Regions from separate parts of the Rattus norvegicus genome. Here region 2 is linked to region 1. The links are chromatin contacts, called in public Hi-C maps. All regions are on one chromosome and are shown on one strand. The core of a region is the stretch at or near the end of the contact, and the rest is flanking DNA. Distances in the headings are between cores, read along the strand shown. Region 1 overlaps Wdr59 (WD repeat domain 59). Region 2 holds the start of Wdr59 (WD repeat domain 59).

Region 1 (5,115 bases), core at 1,269-3,768:
TTAATTAATTCTGGCTTCCTAGTACCTGCTTTGAATACCTGCCCAGCGTAATGGCCCTCCAGCAGGTGCTCCGTTCCCTGTGAGGGTCTGGGGTCAGGAGCTCTGGGCCTTTGGTTACCTTTTACTTCCTACAGATGCTGATTCATGTAATTGTGGGCATGATGTAATTTAGAGTCTCTGCAAATTACCAATGACCCAAATATGATGTACTCTGCAACTGTAGGTTTCCACTCTCCGGAGGCCCCATTAGTCACATCTTGTCATCTCCCCTAGAAATCAAGGCGGTGGAAAAGTAAGCGGGAGGGCTCCGACTCTGGCAACCGACCCATTAAGGCCGCTGGGAAGGTCATCATCCAGGATGTCTCGTGCCTCCTTCCTGTTCACAAGTCCCTGGGAGAGCTGTACATGTAAGTCCAAGGTCACAGATGACACCGAGCGTGTCCCTTAGGACCTGCGGGTCTTTTTAAAGCTTTGGATGATTTGGGGAAACACGGTGGGTGTGTTAGCTTTCTGTTGGTGACTCACAAATTACCAGACTGTGGCTTCATTTCCTACCTCACTGTCTCTGCAGGTCAGGTACAGGCTCTCACCTGACTGAAAGCATGACCTCGGCCCATAAATGGTCTCCTCCGATGCTCAGGGTCCAGCAAGCCTGGACTTAGACCCTTCTTGTATTGTTAAATCCTTCTCGTATTGAAAGACAGTAGGGAGTGGAGGCTGGCCTGTAGGTCCTCCAGGTCCTTGAACACATAACAGAATACTCCCAGCACAATACTTTTCTGATGGAAATCACAGTTGGTTTGCACATATTTAAATCCCAGACCTTGTGAACTCAACAGAAAGGCTGGTAGCTAATTAGTATTTTTCTTATTGCCACCTCCTGAAAGTGGTGGGTGTTTCTGGTCCCCCAGGGGGGAACCCACAGCCCTATAGCACCAGATCTAATTAACCCTTCCCTCCCTGTCAGAGGAGGTGTCGTGAGTGACAACCAAAGAGGCACTTTCTAGGCTGTTAAATCAGGAGGAATTCTTGGGAAATTCGAGTAGAAACCTTCTTAGTCTTTTCTGTTTTAATTTCAGATTGAATGTGAACGATACTCAGGAGACGTGTCAGAAGAATGCTACTTCTGCCATGCTTGTTGGAAGGAAGGATCTCGTCCAGGTATTATCATTCCCTGTTGGCGAGGTTCTGGCCTTGACAGCTGTCAGTTAGTGATGCTCATAGCGTGTGCCCCCTATTTGAAGTTTCTTTTTTATTTTCTTTGACAGCCTGTAGGACTCAGCAGCCTCCCTCTCCTCCCTCGTCCCCTGTCCCCTGTCCCCTCTCCTCCTCTTCTTCCTCCTCCCCCTCTTCTTCCTCCTCCTCCTTCCCCTCTCTCTCTCTCTCTCTCTCTCTCTCTCTCTCTCTCTCTTCCTCTCTCTCTCTCTTTCTCTCTCTCCTGGAACTTCTTCTGTAGACCAGGCTGGCCTCTAGCTCAGATCTGCCTGCCTCTGCCTCTTGAGTACTGGGATTATAGGGAAGCCCCACCACTGCCACCTGTGGGTAATTTTTTAAAATTGTGGGAAGATCCTGAAGTGGCTTTTTTTTCTTAAACTTTCTATTTCAATGCCACAGTGATTATTGTCACCTAAATTTGAGGATCTGTACCTTTGTCATTTCACCTCAATTACTTTTTGAAACTTTTAAAAAAATATTTCATAAGGTTTACCAGAATGTATTTCAAGGTAGAGATGTTCAGTTCAGGGGGTTGGAGAGATGGAAAGGTGGCTGGAGCGTTGGCTGCTCTGATAGAAGGCCAATTCCCAGCACTCGTGTGGTGTCTCACATCTCTAACTCCAGTTCCAGGGGATCCAACCCCCTCTTCCGTCCTCCTCTGGCACCAGGCATGTGCATGATATTCATACCCGAAGGCAAAACATTCTTGCTTTTAACATAGTAGTAAATATTTAAATAATAATATATGACATTTATAAGATGTCAGTTTCCTTCATCTCTGTGGTTCTCATGGCTTGTTCTCTTTTATTGAGACTCAGTCTGCACATCACGAGTCTGCCCACTTAAAATGTGATACTTAGTGTATCTAGTGTTGTCAGAGCTCTCATTAGAAACTGCTCAAAGTGTTTTTTATCATCCATAGAAGAAACCATTGTCCTTCAGTCGGTTCTTCCCATCAGTCCTGGGCAACCGCCAACTGCTTCCTGTCTTTCTTTCTCTCTGTTCTCTAGTTGATTGCTAGACTGAGCTTTGGAAGTGACTAGCAGGTCTCCCAGCAGCTCACTGCTTTCCCTCATAACTAAATGAATCAACACTAAGGCCTTTTCTTGATTTTCATTTGATTAAAAACATCCCTAAGATTTCCATTCATCTAGTAATGAATATCACATCATCTCTCCCGGAAACCCTTTAAAGAAAAACTCCCTCATGGATTTAATCTATTTCTGTCAGCCCCACCCACCAGACTGAACACTAAGAAGGCAAAATGAGCTAATAGGAACAGCGTGGAATTTACAGTGGAGGCCAAGGCCAGCTCAGAGTCCTAGAAAACACCCCAGGCAAGTTATCTCAGGCCCTCAGCCTTTGAGGGAGTTTATAGTGTGAGAACCAGAAGAATTTCCTCCATGGGGTTGGTGAGATCAGTGAAGGCTGCTCCATAGCCCCAAAGAACAGAACATTCTCTCAGTAGGGAGTTCTCTCCCTCTTCCTTATTCTCTTCTGCACCTCTCTGCGCGCTCGCTCTCTCTCTCTCTCTCTCTCTCTCTCTCTCTCTCTCTCTCTCTTCTTCCTTCTCTCCACTCCCCTGCTTCCTTTTTCTTTTCCCTCTCCCTAGCTCCTCCCCCTCTCCCCCAGTGCTTTTCTGACAGAATTGGTATAGAAAGCTAGACCAGTCTCAGTGATGGGGAGACTCTTGTCTTCAGGCACCCCCTGCTTGACTTCTGGGCCCTAGCACTTTTTCTGTGTGTGATCCCCAGCAAGCTGCTCAGGCTTTCTGAGCCTCAGAGTCCCTGCTATAAAATAAACAGTGCAATACTTCTGACTTCATTAGATAATAAAAGAAGTAAACTTTGTGACTTCTAGCCGTCTGATCACTGGAAATGCCTGCTTTCTGTATTGTATATTTCCACAGCTGTTCAGCGATTGTTGTTCATAACTTGATGTTTAAAGACAGAAATTACCCGAGCGACAATGAGTGCTCCAAGAATTTTATTGTTTTTCTTCCTGCCTTTGATAAAGATATGCTTCCTGTTTTGTGTCCCTCACATTTACCAGAGAAACAAATGCAAGGGCGCCCTTCTGTGGAAACCCTTTAGGAAATGTGCATTATGGAGGGAGACACTAACACAACTCAATCGTCAGCCACGGCAGAACATCTGTCCTGCTGTCTCTCCTTGGAGAGAGACTTGTACGTCGCTTTCAGCATGTTGCCGTCACGCTAGTATTTTACACATCTAATGTTTGCCTTCTGGCATTTGTATTTACTTGCTCATCTCAAATTATAGACTTGATTCAAAGTTCGTGTCTTCTTCCTTTTGGGTTTAGAGTGGTGTATTCCAATGACTGTATTGCTTTTCCTGAGCCAAACAAAACAGAAGAGATTTTCCAAAAGTAATATTCAATTTTCTGAAGGGTCTCAAGGGGTTGGGGCTCTTTCTGATGGGTAGTGAAGGCCTTGGGCTTAATAGACATTTAATGGACATTAGTGTGGTGATTCTAAGCCCCATAAGGTTTGAGGCCTGGGTGACTATCAGACTTCATGTCAACATAAACAAAGCCAAGGTTGTTTAGTTCTTGGCCTGTTCTTTAGCTTCAAGAGGGCCCTAAAACTTTCGTAATGGAGGTGACAGTGTTCTCTAGCCATTGCACAAAGACCAGGTCCTCAGTGGGTTGTGGACTGCTCTGCTCTCTGCCAATCCAGTTCACCAATGAAGCATCAGAAGAGGCCAAGAGTGCCGAAGAGCTGGCCCCTTGAGTTGTGATACTGTTTATCTCTGAAGCTTGCTTAATGGAAGGTTTTCCTTACTTATTTTAGTTTGAGGAGATGGGGTTTGCCGTGTAGTGCAGGCTAGGGTAAAACTCACTGTGTAGTCTCCCCTCCAAGTCTTGGCCATCTCAGCCTGCCAAGTGCTGGGGTTGCACCCTCCACATTTGGCTTTTAGTGAAAGTTTTAAGGTTAGTGTTCCTCAGTTTTACAGTATCCTCAGTCGCTGAGGGCCCTGTTAACACATCATCTGTGCTGCAGTAAATCTGAGTGGGGTCTAGAATTCTGCCAGCCCCAGCTTCCACCCTTGTGGTGAGGTTTCAGGCTGTAAGAAGAGGGTAGACAGATGGGCCCCCTTTGCAGTTTCTGTTCATTTCTTCAGTGGTTTGAATTTGAGCATCTTTTTTTTTTTTTTTTTCTTTTTTTCGGAGCTGGGGACCGAACCCAGGGCCTTGCGCTTGCTAGGCAAGTGCTCTATCGCTGAGCTAAATCCCCAACCCCTGAGCATCTTTTTCTTTGGTCCTTCTAGGTTTGGTCACTGGCTACAGTAGCCACAGACCTTTGCCTTGGTCCGAAGTCTGACCCAGATTTGGAAACACCTTGGGCTCGACATCCATTTGGGCGACAGCTGCTGGAGTCCCTGTAGGTTCTGAGAGCTAAAAGTGAGGAAAACGAGTGGAGGGGGTTGTAAGTCTGTAAACACATGAAATGTTCCCATGACGGTGAGGGGAGCAGAAGCCAGAGGTGTGAAGGGAGGAAGGCCCTTTGCCTTTATCACAGAAATGGCCTTTGTGTAGAATGAACTTCTGGCAGCATGAGACATTAAGTAACATCTGTCACTCACAAGAGTTTGAAACCCTTACAGTCCAGTACTCATTAGAGTACTTTAGGCCTTCACTCACACCATGGGGTCCATGGACCTGTGGGCTCTGGATATGGTAAGTGTGTCTTCATGGTGCTGTGTGGTTTGGCCCATGGGGACAAGGGTAGAAGTGTGTGCTGGTATTCACATTCTACCAATACGAGGACCCTGTTTGACAGCTCATAAAAGCATCAGATTTATGTCCACTGTATTACTCCAAAGCACAGCAAGTCAGATCGTATAAAGTCATGTTTAAGGCAGTAAGTAAGCCACTCAA
Region 2 (4,659 bases), core at 253-2,752, 55 kb before region 1:
GTACCCCTCTGACTTACAAAGGTCTGCGGGACCATCTGCTGCTCTCATTCACCCAGGGCAAACATGCATGGAGCAGCCTGTATATGCAGTAACAAGCAGATTTCAACAAAACAGTCCAGGGACCCGTCTGAAGCTTGGAAATAATAAATAATTATTGAATTAATGAATCCAGAAAGAATCCAACTGGGACACACTCACTCTTTACATTGAGAGTCTGCTCCCCGTGATTTCAAAGCAAATGTTCTTATCCAGTAAGCCATCTCCCTCTAAGCCTGCAATAGTTTTTGTTTGTTTTGTTTCATTTTCAAGACATGGTTTCTCTGTGTAGCCCAGGCTGTCCTGTTCCATTTTTTGGTACCGAGGTGTTTTCTGGGATGCAAGATTTTTTTTTTTTTTTTTTTTTTTTTGCTGGTTATAGTGGTAAAACCTGGACTGTTCCAGGCAGGTGACAGTGAGATGACAGTCACCCTATCCTACAGACAAGTTTGTCTGACCTTTCTAACAAGCATCTCAGGGGCAAAGGAGCCAATACCTTCTCTCCGCTCATGCAACGATTTGCAGAGAGGAATACCAATAATAGTTTATACTTGAGCCTTTACAACGTGCCGGGCCTTACAACAGCTAAATAAGACAGTACATTTCTACTTCAGGAGAGAATGTGATGCTAAACCAGGTAACCCGGGATTTCAAAAGATAGGATTGAAGCGAAGCCAACTGTTACCTACTATGCTGAACCTTCCTGATATTTTTTATTTCATCCTCAAAAATTATCTAAGACTCCAAAAACTGTTTGTGTGGATAAAGGTATTGACAGTATTAGAAATTAAAGCCATGAATAAAAAAAAATATGGTTAAATGGTAAGTATCATTAACATCTTCAGTGAAAAAAATAAGTTTCCAAAACCAAACGATGTTATCAAAAAGAGTGGCAAGTCGTTTAATATTCAGTCTAAACAACCTCTCTGAGTACATTCCCTATGTACCACACAGCCTCGGGAGAACTGTACAGCACACTGGTGAGAGAAAATGAAAGTAACGTGTTAATATGATTATGAAATTGTTTTACCTTTAGGGACTTGCCCCCCCCCCCCCCCGTCCCCTCTCCCCAAGTGTTGCGGAGAACCTCGGAGCTTCGATATGTAAGAGGCATGGCTGTACAACATGAAACAATGAATTGTGAACTCAAATTTTTCAAAGCCTTGATGAGAGGTATCAGAAGAAGTTATTTTACTTTGGTACGGATGTCGGTCCTGTTTATACGCTGTATGTAGTAGAATACGGGGGATACCATCCAACTACCAGCAAGACAGGACCGCCGGCGGCGTCTGCTCTCTAAACTCAGGCTCTTACTGGGTAACTGACGCTGACCTGACATTTGACTACAATTCCCGGCAGAGCTCACGGCAGGGGGCGTGTCAGCAGTGGGGTGCCCGGGTGACTCGTACTGATGACGAAATGAAGGGGCGTTCCTGTTTTTGGAGGCAGGTCTGGTCCCTGGTTGGGGGAGAAAACAGAAGAGGCGGGATCTATCATCGGAGTAGCCAATGCGTTGCGGTCAAGTGAAAGGCAGGGAACGAGGCGTGGCCGGATTTATTAGCTGGCTGTGTGGGGCTTACTAACCTAGGGAGTCTCGGGTCTTGGGGTCGGGGTGGAGGGTCGCCGACTGGCACCCCACGGTCGGGCTTGTGAGATGGCAGCGCGCTGGAGCAGCGAGAACGTGGTGGTGGAGTTTCGGGACTCTCAGGTGAGCTGTGCGTAAATGGAGCCGTCTGAGCATGCGCTTTCCGTGGTTTACACCCCCAAGACCCCCCACCCCGCCTTTTCATCCATCCCTTTGCTCAAGGTGGGGAGATGGACATGGTGCTCACCCGGAGCTGTCAGAGCCAGGATAGCCTAGGGAAGCTTTGATTACTAATCAGGACAGTTAGGGCAGGCATGTATGGCCTTTAGGGTTTCACAAGTGCTCATGGTCTTGGAACACCGAAATACCGATAGTAAATGCTGAAGGGATTCTTCCCTTGTACAAGGTAATGAGCTGGGGGAGGTGTCCACTCCCTGAGGTAGTCGACTGCTCTTGGTGACTTCAGGAAAGTTGCAGAACTTCTCTGAACCTCAGTTACTTGAACCAATCTCGCCTACCATTTGTGGGTTGAATTTGCGAAATACTGTTTTGCAGAGCATCTGTTCCAACCTACTAAGTGATTGCTAAAGGAGACAAAATACATGTATTGCTTGGATTGGACACCCCTGTGGCCCATCCCTGACGTCACGCTTTACACATCAGTTTTCTTACCTGTAGAAGGGAGATTATTATACTTACAGGTCTGGCGTGAGGTCACATGATTAAGACGTGTGTCGCACGGCAAGCTTCAAAAATTGTTAACATTGGGGGCCCACAAGGTGACTGGCAAGGTCACTGCTGCCTAGGCTGCCAACCTGAGTTCAATCTCCAGAACCCGCAAGCCAGGAAGAATAGCTCCCATACATCATCCTCTTTCCTCCGTCCACAGGCTGTGGCACATGTACGCACAGTAAATAAATGAACAATAAAAAAATGAAAATGATATCTTTTTTAAAATGTTAGCATTGAGCTCTTGAAGCGTTTCAGTTATTGGCCGATTGGCCTGTCAGCTTTAGTCCCACCCCAGGACCCATGTGGCAGAAGGACAGAGCCAGCTTCCACAAGTTGTTCTTTGACCTCCACACATACTGTATGGAGGTCACACACTCACACACACACACACACACACACACACACACACACACTAAATAAAAAAACTAAAAATTAAAAGAAGTTTGTATTGACTGAATAGTTTAATTATTTTTTCCTTTCTTTAAGTTAAAATAAAACATTATAGTGAGTGATGTGTGTGGGTGCGTAGGGATCAGAGGACAACACTGGGGAGTCTATACTCTTCTACTGTGGGACCTAAGCTTAGGTCAACAGCCATTATCTTGCAACTTTACACTGTGGGTCGTCTTGAAGGTATCCATTTAAAATTTTAGGTGTATGGTTGTTTTGGCTGTTTATATGGAAATCATTTGCATGTCTAGTGACTGCTGAGGCCAGAATCTCCTGGATCTAGAGATACAAACAGTGGTTAGCCTCCATGTGGATGCTGGAAATCTAGCCTGTGTGCTCTGGAAGAGGGCCGTCTCTCCAGCCAGTAATCCCTTCGCACCCCACACTTTCTTTTTTGAGACAGGGTCTCATATGTAGCTCTGGCTCTCTTGGAAGTCATTATGCAGACCAGGCAGGCCTCAGACTCAGAGAGATCCTCCTGCCTCTGTCTTCCGAGACTAGGGGTTAGAGGCATGCACTAGGACTCTTTTTTTTTTTTTTTTCTTTTTTTCCGGAGCTGGGGACTGAACCCAGGGCCTTGTGCTTGCTAGGCAAGCGCTCTACCCCTTGGACTAAATCCCCAACCCCACTAGGACTCTTTTGAGACAGGATTCCATGTACCCAAGGTTAACTTTGAGCCTGGCGTGTAGCTAAGGAGACCTTGAACTTTTGGTCCTCTTGCCTGTTCCTCCTGAGCACTGAGGTCATAGGTGTGCACCACCACACACAGTTTTGAGCAGTGCCTTAGGCTCCATGCATGCTACACTGACTGAGCTGAGCTATATTTTTATCATTTTTCTGTATTGAGTCTTCCATGTGCCAGGCTTCATGCTAGGCAGTGTATCTGTGTTTTCTTTTTCTACTTGATGAAAGAGCCCTGCAGGCTAAGTAGCTATTATTCTTTTCTACCAAAAGAGGAGGCTGATCCCTCATTGGCTGATCTTGAGAGACTTGTCTAGGGCCTACTGTATGTGGCTGGTGGCCACGGGGATTTGTACAGTCTCTGGCCCCAGAGCCCATAATGCTACTTCATCTCTTAATAGCTTATAATGTGTCACACATAGGTTCATAATAAATATCATGTCTTCCTTTCCTGATACCTAGGACATTTCTTCTCAAGTTTTTTCATTTCCTCAACAAATATTTATTGAGTACTTTCTTATATGTTTGGTTGTAATCTAGCCTTTAATGGCTGCGCCATCCCTCCATCCTTAAATACTTTCTCTGGGTCAGACTTTTATTCACCTATTTATTTATTTATTCAATAAGGATTTATTTATTTCAGTTTTTGTGTTTTTATGTGTGTGGTGGCAAGTACATGTGTATGTATGTTTTGCATGTGTATACACATGTGTCTCAGGGTTTCTGTTGCCATGAAGAGACCATGACCATGACAACTCTTACAAAGAAAAATATTTAGTTGAGAAATTCTAATTGACTTGCTGTTCAGAGGTTTAGTCCATTACCATCATGGTGGGAAATGAAGGCAGACGTGGTGCTAGAGAAGGAATGAAGAGTTCTACATTCAGATCAGCTAGCAACAGGAAAAAAATGTGGACCACTAGGCAGGTGGTGAGCCTCTGAGACTTCAAAGCCTGTCCCCACATCTCCTAGTAGTGCCACTCCCTTTATGGGCCAAGCATTGAAACATGAGGGTCTATGGGACTATTCCTATTCAAACCACACAACGTGTGTGGGTGCATGTGCAGGTAGAGGCCCAAGGCTGATGTCAGGAATCGGCCCGGTTGCTTTTCCACCTTGTTCACCTCAGCGAAGCCCAGAGCTTGCCAGTGTGATTAGTCTTGGTGGCCAGCTTG

Evidence for each region. Hi-C and Micro-C count contacts between places; a contact is called where the count stands out from the background.
Region 2: a contact with region 1 is called in a Hi-C map of Schwann cells, with 2.4 times the contacts expected there. The contact joins the promoter of Wdr59 here to the enhancer-like site in region 1. A contact is called at or near these places in 2 of 12 Hi-C or Micro-C datasets (Schwann cells and mammary epithelial cells).

Annotation. Positions count from the first base shown.
Region 1 is chr19:56,335,849-56,340,963 of GRCr8, reverse strand. Wdr59 (WD repeat domain 59) reads left to right here. Exons shown (of 27, transcript XM_063278659.1): 20 at 274-407; 21 at 1,080-1,161; 22 at 4,506-4,618. Among named protein-coding and RNA genes, the nearest start is that of Wdr59, 55 kb to the left of the region's middle. Within about 2 kb of position 2,518, at least 16 of the 93 cell types and tissues checked have an H3K27ac peak or open chromatin away from gene starts, as enhancers often do. A contact at or near this core is called in Schwann cells, where this site is marked.
Region 2 is chr19:56,389,978-56,394,636 of GRCr8, reverse strand. Wdr59 (WD repeat domain 59) reads left to right here and starts at 1,502. Exons shown (of 27, transcript XM_063278659.1): 1 at 1,502-1,744. The coding sequence starts at 1,691. It overlaps LOC120098630 (a long non-coding RNA gene), which reads right to left and starts at 1,751. Exons shown (of 2, transcript XR_005497030.1): 1 at 1,621-1,751; 2 at 1,204-1,494.